Regions from separate parts of the Mus musculus genome. Here regions 2, 3, 4 and 5 are each linked to region 1. Evidence: chromatin contacts called from public HiChIP or PLAC-seq, Micro-C and promoter capture Hi-C data. All regions are on one chromosome and are shown on one strand. Each heading gives the region's core, a stretch centred on a gene start, on an enhancer-like site or on the middle of the called end of the contact. The rest is flanking DNA. Distances are from core to core; before and after follow the strand shown.

Region 1 (2,663 bases), core at 75-2,574:
CGGAGTGGGAAGAATCGATGAGACAGATGCACAGCTAATGCGCGCAGGTTGGAACACGAACACAGGCCGGAGCCCACGTTCACACACTGTGCGCACTCGCTTACCCGGCACAAAACGTCCAGGTTCCTGCAGACACCCGCGCCAGGCACACATTTGCCCTCAAACACACACACACACACACACACACACACACACACACACACACACACACACACACGAGAGGAGGGGGAGAGAGACAGACAGAGATAGAGAGACAGGGACACATAAGGACAGAAATAGACACAGAGAGTGTTCCTTTCCCCCTAGGCCCATCACAAACTAAATGGTCACCACCTCTCCCCTCACCTCGGACAGAAAAACAGACAAACAATCCTTCCAGAACGTCGCAATAGACAAACAGAAAACGGCACACGAATGGGTCCCGTCGGTCATGCCTGTCCTTCTAGACTAGTCCAGTACCCCATACTGGAGAGAGAAGCTTACAGTGGGGTATGTTTAATTCGCTGACTGGTCCCCTAGTTTTGCTGGATGAGCTAAGGATCTGGGGTAGGGGAGAGGTAGGCCTGAGATTGCAACCTCCAGGGTGCGCGGCCCGATGGAGAAAAAGGTGTCTGAGGCCCGGTGCTAGAAATCAGGTCACCGGCGCCCGACAAGCGGCGCCACCACCGCTGCGCGCTCCGGAGACCAAGCAGCCGGGTCCCGGGAAGCGCTGCGCTGGGAAAACTTTGCAAAAACCCGGGCTCGCAAGGCTTGGACAAGAGGCCGGGCGCTCTGCGCTCTACGTTTGGGTTTCCCTTCTCGCCTGTGCTGCTGATGTAGAGGACTTTGCTCACACGTTTTTTTGTTTTGTTTTCAAATCCCGGTGTATCCCCTCGGGGCGCCTTGAGCCGGCCCTGCAGGCGGATGCTGATAAACTTTGGCCTTTCGCTACAAACTTGGGCAGAGTGGCAGCTTGCATCGGTCACCCTTCTCAGTTCAGACAGCCTGATCCTCCTCAGTCCCCACTTAAGAGGATCCCCTCTGTTCGGCACTCTTCTCCGGAGTGGGAACGCGAGGCTCATGCCGCGCTCTCCACCCCCCGCCCCCCACCCTAACTGGTTCTGAGCTCCAGAAGACCATTCATCAGTGAATCACCCCCTCCGGGTCCCGGACCGCATAAGGGCTGCCGGGCTCTTACCTTCATTCGCGGGGTATACCCTAGAACCGGTGACAGCGTCGCAAATTCCAAAGAGAAACGAAAAGAGGATGAAATAGAAAATCCCAGCCATGGTTCGCCGGTGCCAACGCTGCTCCTGCCGCTTCTATCCCAGTGGAATAAATGCTTAAGTTAGGAGTGCAGCAGTCTGAAGACATTGCCAAGAGGGTGGGACCGGCCCGTGACGTACACCCGCCAGTCCAGAGCTCGTGACCAATAGCAGTGCAGAACCAGCGCCACGTCCCCACCCCCACGGTGCAGAGCCCACCCCCGAGGTCCCGCCCCCTCCAGCCTCCGCAGGGCTCAAGGTCTCCCGAGGCTGGCTTCCCAGCAGTGATGGGTCTGTGCCCCCACGAGAGGCCCCAGACCTTGTCTCGATCCTTGGGGATCGATCCCTTGGACGGCAGAGGGAACTTCGAGAGACTCCGAAAGGACGGTGGGGAAGGCCAGAAAACGTTGGCATTCCCCGCCCGGCCCCAAGTCCGGAGGTGTGCGAGGGAGAAAAGACTCCTGTTGAGATGAAATAAGTCTGAAGTTGACCTGCACCTTGGCTCTTGCCCCTTGCCGAGGTCGTCGGGTCTCTGTACTGTCCACCCCAGCTAAGGTCGGGCGCTCTCTGCTGCACGCAGCCACCCTCACTGCCAGGTTTTGTGTCTTTATGGCGTTCCTCCGTGGGAAATGCTTTGGGCTGGGGGACTTTCGTAGCTTGATAATTCCTTTCCTTCTTAGTTACCTAGCCAGGGGGACCCAGTCATCTCCCCAGCAGCAGAGCGCGGTCACTTGTCCCCAATCTTCCTAACGTTTGGAAGTGATCCCTGGCCAGGTCCGGGTGTTCACATCGACCGAGCCCACTACGGGACTATGAAGGGAGAAATCACCTCGCGACAGCCCTAGCTACCGGGAACTCACTGTGCTTTCCAGGGAGTGTCCCTGGAACCACTTCTAGCCATTCCTGGACACTTAGGTGTAGAAGGGGAAGGTTGTAAGAATGCGAGCACCTGCTGCACAGAAGGGACAGACAGAGGGTCGCAAGCTGCCTGGAGCAGCTACTGTGGCTCTGAACTCCGAAGTCTCCCCGGTACTGATGGGGACAGTCTCCCAGGGGACCAAAATGAGAGGCTCTACCCGCAGAAACTTGTCCCACAACCCCGCGTTGTTCTGGGTGCCAACCATCGACTTCCCAGGGACGCAGACACCATCCGGTCCTCCGATGCTCAGGCCACCGGGGAAGCCAATTTGAGCGCCAACCGCAGCTCAGCTAGCTACCAAGGGACCCGCCCCAGTTGAAACTGGGTGGCTGGTCCCCAGGCGTTTGAAGGGGTGGGATTCCAAAAGATCCACCTTCCGTGCTCGCCTCAAGCTGCCCCTCCTTTGGCTCCCTCCCGGGCCAGATTTTCCTCCTCCAAGTCTGGGTCTCAGCCTGAGTGGAGTTTGAGTGGAGGCACTTTGCAAACAGCAGGGGCAGAGT
Region 2 (2,663 bases), core at 103-2,602, 860 kb before region 1:
CCAAGTGAGGTAGGTTTATATAACCCCAGAACTGGGAGAAGGGAAAAAGATTTCCAAACTTCATTGGCCAGCCAGCTCAGCCAAACACTGAGCAACTCTGTCTCCATAATCAAGAATATTTCATGAGGACTGGCATAGCTACTTAATAAAGGTCATTGTAGAGGATTTCTTTATGTTGTTATAATAACAACGGTGCTCCCATTCTACTAGTCATACATGTCAATACAATTGAGCTATATTCTATGAAATCTCTAGAAGGATTTTCAATGCTGACAGGACATAACTAGACTTACTTTGTCAGGAACAAGAAGCCTGGGGAGATGGCTCAGCAGTTAAGAGTACTTGCTGCTTCTATGAAGGATTATGGTTTAGTTCTTAGCTCCCATATAACTGCTAACAATATTTAGTAATTCTAGTTTAAGGGGATATAATGCCATTTTCTGGACTTCACACACACACTGCATACGTATGGCACACATGAACATATGCAAGCAAAACACTCATGAGTAAAATAAAATAAAATAATTTTAATTGAAACAAGAATAGCGTAGTCCTATTTTAAATAAGACAAGACAAGCCCATACTAATGACATAAAGTTGAAACACTCCATATAATAAAATATGAGTAAATGCACAAAGAATAAGGAAGCCAGAGAACATCCTAATAGCAACATCAAGTGGACTTGGCCAATCACTAACTGAACATGGATAGGATTGTTTCTTATGCAGATTGTCACATTGTATGCTTCGAAAAGACGTCAAATCTGTGGAAAAACAAAGCTCAATCTGAGGGCGTGTTAAATAGTGAATGTCAATGAGGTCTGTAACCTAATTGTGCCAAAGACAGTTAATTTAAAGAATCTGTTCCTTGGTCAATGGGTGATAGATACATTGGAAGTCACCAGTACCAAATTAGCTCTGGTTACCAAGGAGACTTTGGGAAGAGGAGTGTTAGCATGGGGACTTTTGTGTACGTAGAAATTTAGCAAAGAGAGAAATTATCACCAGGGGAGGCCAAGAGGAAAACTTCAGAGAAATAGGAGAAGTAGAGAAGGGTGAGGGTTAGAGAAAATAACAGGACTATAAAATGTAACATTGCTAAATAAGTGCCCTATAGAAAGAAAGAAAAAAAAAAACACAGAAACAAACAGAAAGGCTTTCCCTTTGACAACTTTTGTAAAAGTACAAACAGGACCGACGCTGAAGTGCCACTGACTAGAAGTTGCTGTCCTTGCAGAAACATATACAAAAAAGGACACAGTCACCTCTGAGCTTGTATTTAACAGATGCAGAAGGGGTGTCGAGAGATGGAGTCAGCATGAAGGCCAAGCTAAGAAGTTTGAACTATATCTCAGCGGCAGCATCAAAGCCTTGCAAGTAGGGCAGAGATAATTTCAGGCTTTTGCTTCAGAGAGAACATTCTGACAGCTCTGAGGAGGAAACATGGACTGGGGCCAACATGACAAGGGAGATAAGCTGAGAGCTTTAGGACATTTCAGCCAGAGAGAGGGAGACCTTCCTGAGGCCATAGCAAGTGGGCAGTCAACCCATGACTACTTTCTGAGACTTGCTTTTCTGTCTGATAATGTGGGGCTTCTCCCTGGATCCTACAGCTCCTGATAGCAGCCTGCCCAAGAGAGATCAGAATAAGGTTGTTCATTGTAGCGATATTGATATTGTATGATTGCCCTTGGCATTCACTGAGTCAAGATTCTAGTCTGCACTTCACCATGGCCTCAGCTCTAGTCTTAAGGACAGATGATGGTATGAAAACCATTGCAGAGTCCTTAAGATACAATCAAATATATTCTTTATTTTTTTATTAGGTATTTTCCTCGTTTACATTTTCAATGCTATCCCAAAGGTCCCCCATACCCACCCCCCAACCCCCTACCCACCCACTCCCCCTTTTTGACCCTGGCGTTCCCCTGTACTGGGGCATATAAAGTTTGCAAGTCCAATGGGCCTCTCTTTCCAGTGATGGCCAACTAGGCCATCTTTTGATACATATGCAGCTAGAGTCAAGAGCTCCGGGGTATTGGTTAGTTCATATTGTTATTCCACCTATAGGGTTCCAGATCCCTTTAGCTCCTTGGGTACATTCTCTAGCTCCTCCATTGGGGGCCGTGTGACCCATCCAATAGCTGACTGTGATCATCCACTTCTGTGTTTGCTAGGCCCCGGCATAGTCTCACAAGAGGGAGCTATATCTGGGTCCTTTCAGCAAAATCTTGCTAGTGTATGCAATGGTGTCAGCATTTGGAAGCTGATTATGGGATGGATCCCTGCATATGGCAATCACTAGATGGTCCATCCTTTCGTCACAGCTCCAAATTTTGTCTCTGTAACTCCTTCCATGGGTGATTTGTCTTCTGTGCTTTAGGAACATCATTTGTGTGGCATAATTCCTATCAATTATCCTATACTCAAACCCCTACCTTATGATAGAGTCAAAGTCAGCATTTATTTGGAAAATAGTGGAATTCACCTAGGGGTATGTTCCCTGACCCCGGACAACATGTGGAGACATTTTGATTTTAACAATCGGTCAGGAAGAGGCACATTGTTGTTGGTATCTAGAGAGTGAAAGATACTGTTAAGAATTCTGCAGTGTATTAGGTTTCTCTGCACCAAAGCCAACCTGACAACAAAGGACTATCAGG
Region 3 (2,663 bases), core at 63-2,562, 680 kb after region 1:
TGCCTCAAAGTCCTGAGAAGGCAGAGGTCCCGATAAGGGTATAGTAGGCAAGGGTTGGGGAGGCTCCCGAAAGGAGACACAGGTGACAGCAGGTATCACCTGTTACACTTAAAAAATAAAAATGGCAGCGAGCCTAGCTGTGGACACCACTGCCGAAATGACCGCCCTTGCACGTCACGTTTTACTCTGGATCGAGGTCGAAGGGCTCCTCCAGAACCCCAGTCTCCTGCTTTTACTTCCCAAATTATTTGGTCGGGTTCGGGTTTGCAGTAATTTCTACCTCCCCGAAATTTCCCAGCACCTTTAAGCAAACCGAAAGGCATTGCCAACCATTTTAGAAACTTCGAGATGCCACTTGAGTTGAGTGGAATTTGCTAATCAATGCTAAAACTTTTCAACTAGGAAGGGCCACCAGAATTTTTCACAGCAGGAAAATTCTTGCCGAACTAATAGTAGTTATTCAAAAGTGAACGCAGCCCGCACAATTTCGTAGCAACTTTAGGTGAACAGAAAGAGAACTTGCTTCCGGCGCTGCGAAGCTTGTTCACCTTTCTCACGGCAGCAATTCCGAAACAACAGGGCAAAGTGGAGCCGGCAGGAGCAGGCCAGGCAAGCTCCGAGAGCTTGTAGTGAGCTTAGCACTCCGTTTGCAGCCAGAACGTGAAATGGGGCTTCTCCCGCTCTCCACGAGAACCCCCTCCCCACTTTTGCTTCTTGGGTTGAGAAGTACCACGGGAAGAGGCTCCCGGTAAGGCACGAGTGGAGGCCCTGGAGACCAGGATTGGGGTGCGGCAGCCAATCCCAGGCCCGGGGATCCGGACGAGCTGAGGCCCTAACATACCTTCCAGCGGGAAGCCGCTGCGTGGGTAATTCTGCCCCGGGCCGGGCCGCATCATCCTGGGCACAGCGCCGGCCAGCGTGGTCATCCTGGGGGCAGCTTCGCTCGCAAATTATATCCAGGTGAAGGCGAGACGAAAAAGCGAGCACAGTGCGGCGGGTGACCCTCGGGAACTCTCCGGATCTCGGAGAGCTCCTCCCCCAAAAAAGGCCAGAGAGGGAGGCGGGGCGCGGGGAGGGGGGCGCTAATAGATCCAAGTCCACAGGCTCCAGAGGAGTCCCTTGAGTGCAGGATCCCAAGCCCAGGGCGGACGAGTTTGGTGCGAGTCTAGCAGATCGGCCCCTCAGCTGGGGCTACTGGCAAAGGTGCTCACTGCACCGCGAAGATCGGGTGAGGGAGGGTGGTGACGAGGCAGGAACACGTCCCAAGTCTCCTCCCGTCGTGACACCGAGTGCAGGGATCCGGACTAGGGAGCATTTATTAGTTCTTTCACCCAAAGCTTGATCAGGAGCCCTGAGCTGCGATTGGCCGAGGAGGAGACCGTCCCGGGTGGCAAAGACACGCGCTGATTGGGCGACAGAAGCTACTTTCTCTTCCCATCCCTGACGGTCCCCAGGCCTCCGCCGACCCAGAGGGGGACTAGCTCTGTGTCCCTTTCTCAAGAGAAGGGTGGACAGGTTGAAACTAGGAGAGGCAGCTTGGGTGGCAAGAGCCAGTGAGGATGGAAAAAGGCTCGCGGTGTCCCTGTCCCTCTACATGAGATTCAGCCTTGATCATCTTGGTTTTCTATTACTCTGTCCTAATCTCTTTCCGCCTTTCTCTGGAAACCTTGCTATATCCGCCCCTTATTTCCTCTGTCTGCCCCTGCTTTTCACCTGTGGATTTCGCTTCGGGATTACTAATACGGAGATGGCGGTGGAGCAAATTTGGAAAGGGGCACAGAGAATTCCGGATGTGTTTCCTTTTCCTTTCTCTGGTCTGCCTCTGGGCCTGAGCTCCCTATGTGAGCCTCCCAGAAAGGCATCTCTCAGGAAGAGTCCAAGATGTGCCCAGAAGGTCCTTTTGTCTTTCTTAGGCTGGGAATGAAAGACAGGTGGCATAGCCATGACAGAGACTGAAGAGGTTAGGCCTCCCCTGGGCTCCAAGTTGCAAGCAATGGGGAAGCCAGCTCCTTTTCTTGGTTTAAAAACCCTTCTGAGAAGCGGGGACTTTAAATCTCCACGTACACATTCATCCCCGATGCACTTGCATCTATATGTTGAGGTTTTGCCCGGGTGCAGCGTTTGTTCTCAGGAATTTATTATGGCATTCAGACTAAACTGCTGGAAAAATAAAAGAAGCAACGTCTTGGCTAGGAGCTGAAGTGTCCCCAGCAGGATATGACGCCAGGAGTGTTGTAAAGACTGTCTGTCCTTAGAGAAGGTACCATTGTGCCTAGCCTTTTATTTATAACTTGGTAAGTGCCAGCGAACACTCCTCCCTTACACCCCCCTCCCGTGCCAGCCCCACGTTCTGCGCTGCTCTTTATTCCCTCAAGTCTATTCAGGGACTGTCACTCTGGGGCCGAGAGGTATTCAGGGCCTTAATCAATCAAAAGGATGAGAATCAGGCAGGTTTTTTCCCCTTTGAAATAAAGGAAACAATGACTTCTGGGCTTCAAGTTCCCTTTTCTTTTTATGATATTTGAATTTTTCCTGCCCCTGAATCCTCCAACCCTCTCTCCATGTCCTCCCCCCCCCCATCTCCTTTGACAGTTTTGATGTGAACTCAGGCCCCCAATCCTACTTGCCCACCCCCTAATTAAGGCAAACTCAAGGGGGGGGGG
Region 4 (2,663 bases), core at 105-2,604, 680 kb before region 1:
AACTTGACTTTTATACACAGAGAAGCAGGCATTCTTTTTGGGATTTGTTAAAACTGCTCCCTATATTTTCTTCTTAGAAAGCCAAGGTTGTCCTTCTTACAGCCGTTTAGAGGTGCTTGCCATATCCCCAAGAAATCTTCCTCGCCTTTCCTACTCTTTACAATATTTTAAGTTACAATTGCAATCAACTCTGTGTAATATGGGACCAAAGCTTTGTGCTCCAGAAAGTGAAATATTATTGCTGTGATTTCTTCCCCATCTCTTCCATCCCTACCATGGAATTCAGAGACATCCCCACTATGTCTCTGAATTCAGGGTGCTCACTTAGGGCTCTCACATTTTCTAATATTAAATCATTTACTCCAAGAGAGGAACATATTGGAAGGTTGTATGTCCAAAGTATCAGGAACCTTCCTTGTCTGAACGAAAAGACCTTGGCTTTGAGATCTGACTGGAGTGGGTATGAAGTGACAAGCAGATGCAAGAGTGCTTTTTAACATTGCGGGGGGGCAGGAAAGGAAATCTTGTGCCCGTTCTTCTTTGTTGTGCACTCTTAATGCTTAGGAACATGTTGCAGGTTTTCTGGAAGTCCCACTGAGGAAAATTAAATGCAGCCTGAGACAGCCTGCGCTCAGCACATTGTAGTTGCTCAATAAAGCCTCGTTGAAAGGAATTAAGCTTTACCAATGGCTTAGTGCCAAGAAAGCCATCTGTGAGAATGGGGCACGCTCAAGTTCAGGTGCTCCCTGTGTGGCTTTATTTGGGCCAGGTGTTGAGTAAAGGGACCTTGAACCTCAGTGCTACAGAGAAGTGTAGAAAGATTTTAAAGTTAAATCAAGCACAGTTCTGTCTTCCTTTTTTTTTTTTTTTCTTTAAACTACCTTGCTAGTTTTCCATCACCCTGTGAAGAAGGCCCCGAAGACAGTTGTCATTTGGCAGTTTAGATCCACAAGAGTCAGGACAGTTACAGTGACAAGTTACATCTGCAAGACTCACCAGTTGAAGCGTGACAGAAATGCCTAGGTGTTGGAGAAGCCGGAGTTGCAAGAAGCTAGCTATGCTGTGATTCAAACATGAACTCTCCTGAAACTAGACAGCATTGTTCCTGTGCCAGATCTATTTACACCACCTCCACAGAGATCTCCTTCCCACAAGACTTAATCACTCACTGGAGTACCACGCACATTCAAAAGTCATGTGTGTGGCATTCATTAGGAGAGGAAAAACAACAGAAAATAGCTCAGCAATATATCTGCTTCCCCCAGGAAGGGCGGAATGACTCCCACAGACAACCAAGCCTTAGGGTACAGATGATGAAAATGAGTGAGAGGGAGTGGTGGCCAGGCCAGAGTCTCTCAGTAGGTGGGGTGTGGACTTGCTCAAGCTCCTTGCCTCACCCTGTCAACCTCATTACTCACAGTGCTCCAAATGACTCCAACTCCTTCTCTCTTAGTTCCGGGGGACCAGTTGGCTCATTGTGCTATATGGGGGATGTTTATATGCTCTGGGGGAAGAGAGTCCCTAAGTATTAGATACATTTCTGTTAGAATGGGATCTGCCCCATCCCTGCAGCACAAATCAAGCACAGCTCCCAGTATTGTAGCTGGTCTTTTCATTGGTATGTGGTGGCTGGATTTCTTTTAAGAACTCTGACTTTTTAGCACTGTATTGGGATAAGCAGGGGTCTTTCAGGGGTCCCCCAAAGGCTCCAGTTTTTCTGCAGTTCAGCAAAATGATGGCAATAATAATAACCTCAGGCCCTAACACACATGAACTGAACTCCTGCGTTTCCAATACCAATGGGACCCCTATGTCGTAGGTGAGGAGGAGAAGAGAAACTGTAATTATGGGAATCCAGCCACGTCTGAAAACCAGAAACATCGAAAATGAAGTTAAGCATATTTGGAAAGCGTCCACCCTGTTTTAGATGTATAAATAACGACAGAATTCATACTTCTGATGTCTCCGGAGTTAACTTTTTTCAGTGCAAGTCTTTCCTCGCGTAGGCATCCTAAGACAGATTTCCTCTCACTATTAGAACAGACTCAACTTCGAAGAGATTGACCCCAGAGTCTGGGACCAAAAATAATGATATCATTGGAAATGTTCACATGAACAGTCACTAAGGTTGTTGCCTCCCTTTCCTGTAATGATTTTGACACTCTTTCCAAGGATGTCCCCCTTCCTTTGTTTTTGCAAGAACCATACACTGAAATCATCTGATCGCAGGCTCTGTATAGCTAGGCTCAGCATTGGCAAGCAGAACAGCATAGGCTATCGAAAGACAGCTAAGGGCAGTGAGAAGATCTCACACTGAAGCTCTGTGTTGGGCCATTTTTCCAGCATCTTTCTGAAGATAAGTGTCAGGAAGTATTGTTTTTCTGCTGATCAAATTAGCCATGGGTTTACTGTGGCTGTTGGAAACAAGCAAGGGCTCACATGCAGCTACGAGATTGAAAAGGGACCAGTGAATAACAATGAGGCTTATCTGGATAAAATCATACCGATCTGATTCAATTTCTTTTAGCAGAAAATTTATATTGAGGAGTTGGTAATGTGAGGTGCACTTGAATACTTTCATTTAGACATAGATTTTATTTTCACTGGAAATAACTCACCATAAATACTCTTAATGAATGTCTGAAACTAAGACGTTTAAAGAG
Region 5 (2,663 bases), core at 60-2,559, 650 kb before region 1:
TTAAAACTTTTCTTGAATGATTCGCTTTGCTCCCGACATCCTCTTGCACCTTCAGAGTGTTATATGACACCAGAATGGTAAATTTATTGAGGCTTTCGATTTTAATTAGTTTTTTCCCCATATTTTCCCTGAAAAGTTAATCCTCTTTTAATGAAATTGTAAAATATAAGCAAATCTTACACGACACTTTTATCACCTTCTCATTTGAGATCAAAAGTCTAACTGTACAGCCTTCTAAAGTTAGACCGAATTCTAAGTGTGTATTAAAATGGTAATTTTTATCTCTGATCAATGGCCGAGCTTTAATTTGTTTGAGCAAAATAAAACAACATAGATAATGGTTCAGAGTTGCATCTCAACATGTTTTAGAGAATGATTATATTACTATAGTGCTTTTTTTTACCTCTGTTTGAAGTATGGCAAGAAGTAGATTCTTAACTTAAAAACTTAATAGGTTTGTACTATTCATCAGAACAGAACTTGCTATATAACTTCTTGATACGGAAAAGGATTCACTCATATCTTTTGCTGTTTTATGATGTAAAATAGCACCTACTGTTACTTTTGGGTGATCATAAAAATCTAGTGCATGTGCCCATGGGTGAGCTCCCAGACTTGGGATTAACTCTGCTTGGGGATAAAGAAAATATCTGATCTTTAATGTCTATTCTAAGTTTTCCAACCAACTCTTTACAGGGCTGAGATGACTTTGTTTTTTTTTTTTTTTTCTTTATCATTTTAAGTCAGTACTTTCCATTTAATTTAGGCACCTTGGTTTATATTGGTTTAGATTTCATCCTTATTTATGATCAAAGTATAGGCTCACTTTGTAGCCTTATGCTGAGAATTTATAACCACCTTATAAATGTCCCTTGTCCCTTGATTTATGATAGGGCTCCATCTAGGAACCCATGACCTCTTTATCCAAGGTCCTTACTCATTGCTCATCTCAGGGACCAGTTGAAATTCATTAGTTTAGGTACCTGTGGAAATAAGCAAACCAACATGGAGACAATGTCAGCATTATCTTCAGCTTCTCTGGGCCAGGTGTCAACACAGTGAAAGGAAACAATGTGTCCTGTGCAAGTCTCGTCTGCTTAGACGAGAATTAAACTTTGTCCTGGAGTCATCAGAGAGGGAGAGAGAAAAGGCGACACTAGTTTTGGGTAATGAAATTAATTGAGAAAAAGCCAGTCTAGCTGTCAAATGAGGAGAACCTTGGGAAGAAAAGCAGCTTCGAAAGGTCAGTGCGCAGCAAGTTGTAATCTTTACCATCTGTGCTCGGGCTGGTCGGATTCTGAGGCTGTCATCTGCAGTCTTCCTGGAAAAGAACAGACAAGGGAAAAACGGCTTGCCCAACAGGGAGCCTGGATGTACTTAGCTGGATGGAAAATGAAAACACTACATGGTATAAACTCGGGGTGACCCATACTTTCCCTTCCCCTTGACCTACGCGGGTCCACAGTTTCCACCAAACACAGGGACAGCAAATTGAAGGGACTCAGACTCCAACAAAATGCACTCTTCTATTTACAAGGCTAGTCGCTGGGCGGCTGGACTCAGGTTGGACATTCTTCCTGTCTGACTCTGTGTTCTCATGCCAGATAACATGGCTGGCTTCCTTTGTGTCTAACAGGAACTATTTTAAAAAGAGGTAGAAGCAGGCGGTTGGGTTCTCTTTGTCGGAAGGTTTGGCAGGCATCACGCAATCGGGAGTGCTCTGAATCTGTTTGGTTTCTCTTTACTCTATTCTAGGCTGTAACGGAGACTCTGCTGTAATTGTAGATTTCATGCTTCTATGACTTTTACCCAATATACAATAGCTTTTGATTACTGAACACGGTAATTACTTTCACTTACGTTACTTCTGAAGAATAAAAAATGAAAACTAAAAAAAAAAAATTGTATGCAGTATTTGTATGTTTATACATATTTACATGTGCTATATATTCATAAACACTGTACATCATGTTATTATTTACTCAATGCCTTTCCCTATATACACTTCAAATGACTATTAGAATAATGTGGATTACGATTAATTTTTTAAAAAGTGTGAGACATGTTATTTAATTTGCTACCATAATTTATAAAAACAAATGTTTTCAAAATTAGTGTCACAATATCAATGTCTGGGTTTTTGTTGTTGTTTGAAAAGTTTCAATCTTTCATAGGATTTCAGGACTAACTAATGCTAATCTTTCCCACAGTATTAACTCCAGTTATGACGGTCCTCATTGGAAGCATCAGCACATCTCATTAGCTCCAGCTCTCTTTTCTTTCTTATCTCTTTCCCTCACTCCCTTCCTTCCTTCTGTCACTCCCTTCTTCTCTCTTTCTTCCCTCTTTCTTTCCTTTCCTCCTACTTTTCTTTCTCTCACACCCTCTCTCTTCTCTCCCTCTCTCTTCTCTGTCTATTCTTCCTGTTTGTTGGCTACCAATTTCTTAGGCGAGATAGACTATCCATCTTTGAAGAAAGCTTAAGTCACTGGATTCTCTAAGGGAAGGTAAAAGATTCTATCCTTCAAGGAAGCATTTGATCTCAGGAAATAGACAAGTCAAAACCTTTAGGAAGTCCCTGAAACTGAACAGGTTCACTAGTTTTTACCCTGAAGCATATATAAGCAATAAAGACTTCTGAGAGACACTCTCAGGAAATGTGA

Evidence for each region. Promoter capture Hi-C pulls out the DNA fragments that hold promoters and counts their contacts. Hi-C and Micro-C count contacts between places; a contact is called where the count stands out from the background. HiChIP or PLAC-seq counts read pairs in DNA pulled down with a chosen protein or histone mark.
Region 2: a contact with region 1 is called in an H3K27ac HiChIP or PLAC-seq map of heart atrium, with 13 times the contacts expected there. The contact joins the enhancer-like site here to the promoter of Epha4 in region 1. A contact is called at or near these places in 3 of 39 promoter capture datasets (the SN4741 cell line, hippocampal neurons and stem cell-derived epiblast-like cells), 7 of 484 Hi-C or Micro-C datasets (cerebellar granule neurons, cranial neural crest, embryonic fibroblasts and 3 more), 15 of 115 datasets of contacts at active chromatin or transcription factors (astrocytes, craniofacial prominence, embryonic basal ganglia and 10 more) and 2 of 9 other capture datasets (adipose tissue and embryonic stem cells).
Region 3: a contact with region 1 is called in a Micro-C map of embryonic stem cells, with 5 times the contacts expected there. The contact joins the promoter of Pax3 here to the promoter of Epha4 in region 1. A contact is called at or near these places in 2 of 484 Hi-C or Micro-C datasets (both in embryonic stem cells) and 2 of 115 datasets of contacts at active chromatin or transcription factors (embryonic stem cells and pancreatic cancer cells).
Region 4: a promoter capture Hi-C map of hippocampal neurons shows a contact between it and region 1, with 31 times the contacts expected there. The contact joins the enhancer-like site here to the promoter of Epha4 in region 1. A contact is called at or near these places in 4 of 39 promoter capture datasets (the 3T3-L1 cell line, hippocampal neurons and liver), 6 of 484 Hi-C or Micro-C datasets (the HL-1 cell line, cortical neurons, embryonic stem cells and 2 more), 15 of 115 datasets of contacts at active chromatin or transcription factors (craniofacial prominence, embryonic basal ganglia, embryonic forebrain and 9 more) and 3 of 9 other capture datasets (adipose tissue, embryonic stem cells and liver).
Region 5: an H3K4me3 HiChIP or PLAC-seq map of craniofacial prominence shows a contact between it and region 1, with 5 times the contacts expected there. The contact joins the enhancer-like site here to the promoter of Epha4 in region 1. A contact is called at or near these places in 6 of 39 promoter capture datasets (the 3T3-L1 cell line, the SN4741 cell line, embryonic stem cells and 2 more), 8 of 484 Hi-C or Micro-C datasets (cerebellar granule neurons, cerebral cortex, embryonic stem cells and 4 more), 19 of 115 datasets of contacts at active chromatin or transcription factors (astrocytes, bone marrow-derived macrophages, craniofacial prominence and 12 more) and 2 of 9 other capture datasets (adipose tissue and embryonic stem cells).

What each region holds. Positions count from the first base shown.
Region 1 is chr1:77,513,764-77,516,426 of GRCm38.p6, forward strand. Epha4 (Eph receptor A4) reads right to left here and starts at 1,325. Exons shown (of 18, transcript NM_007936.3): 1 at 1,178-1,325. The coding sequence starts at 1,268.
Region 2 is chr1:76,657,044-76,659,706 of GRCm38.p6, forward strand. No RefSeq gene overlaps it. Among named protein-coding and RNA genes, the nearest start is that of Mir6343, 150 kb to the left of the region's middle. Within about 2 kb of position 1,353, at least 5 of the 459 cell types and tissues checked have an H3K27ac peak or open chromatin away from gene starts, as enhancers often do. A contact at or near this core is called in heart atrium, where this site is marked.
Region 3 is chr1:78,195,824-78,198,486 of GRCm38.p6, forward strand. It overlaps Pax3 (paired box 3), which reads right to left and starts at 1,313. Exons shown (of 8, transcript NM_008781.4): 1 at 842-1,313. The coding sequence starts at 926. RefSeq lists a promoter at 877-2,663, an enhancer at 2,032-2,642 and cis regulatory regions at 2,032-2,264, 2,420-2,642.
Region 4 is chr1:76,834,142-76,836,804 of GRCm38.p6, forward strand. No RefSeq gene overlaps it. Among named protein-coding and RNA genes, the nearest start is that of Mir6343, 330 kb to the left of the region's middle. Within about 2 kb of position 1,355, at least 8 of the 459 cell types and tissues checked have an H3K27ac peak or open chromatin away from gene starts, as enhancers often do. A contact at or near this core is called in hippocampal neurons, where this site is marked.
Region 5 is chr1:76,865,137-76,867,799 of GRCm38.p6, forward strand. No RefSeq gene overlaps it. Among named protein-coding and RNA genes, the nearest start is that of Mir6343, 360 kb to the left of the region's middle. Within about 2 kb of position 1,310, at least 29 of the 459 cell types and tissues checked have an H3K27ac peak or open chromatin away from gene starts, as enhancers often do. A contact at or near this core is called in cerebral cortex, craniofacial prominence and hippocampal neurons, where this site is marked.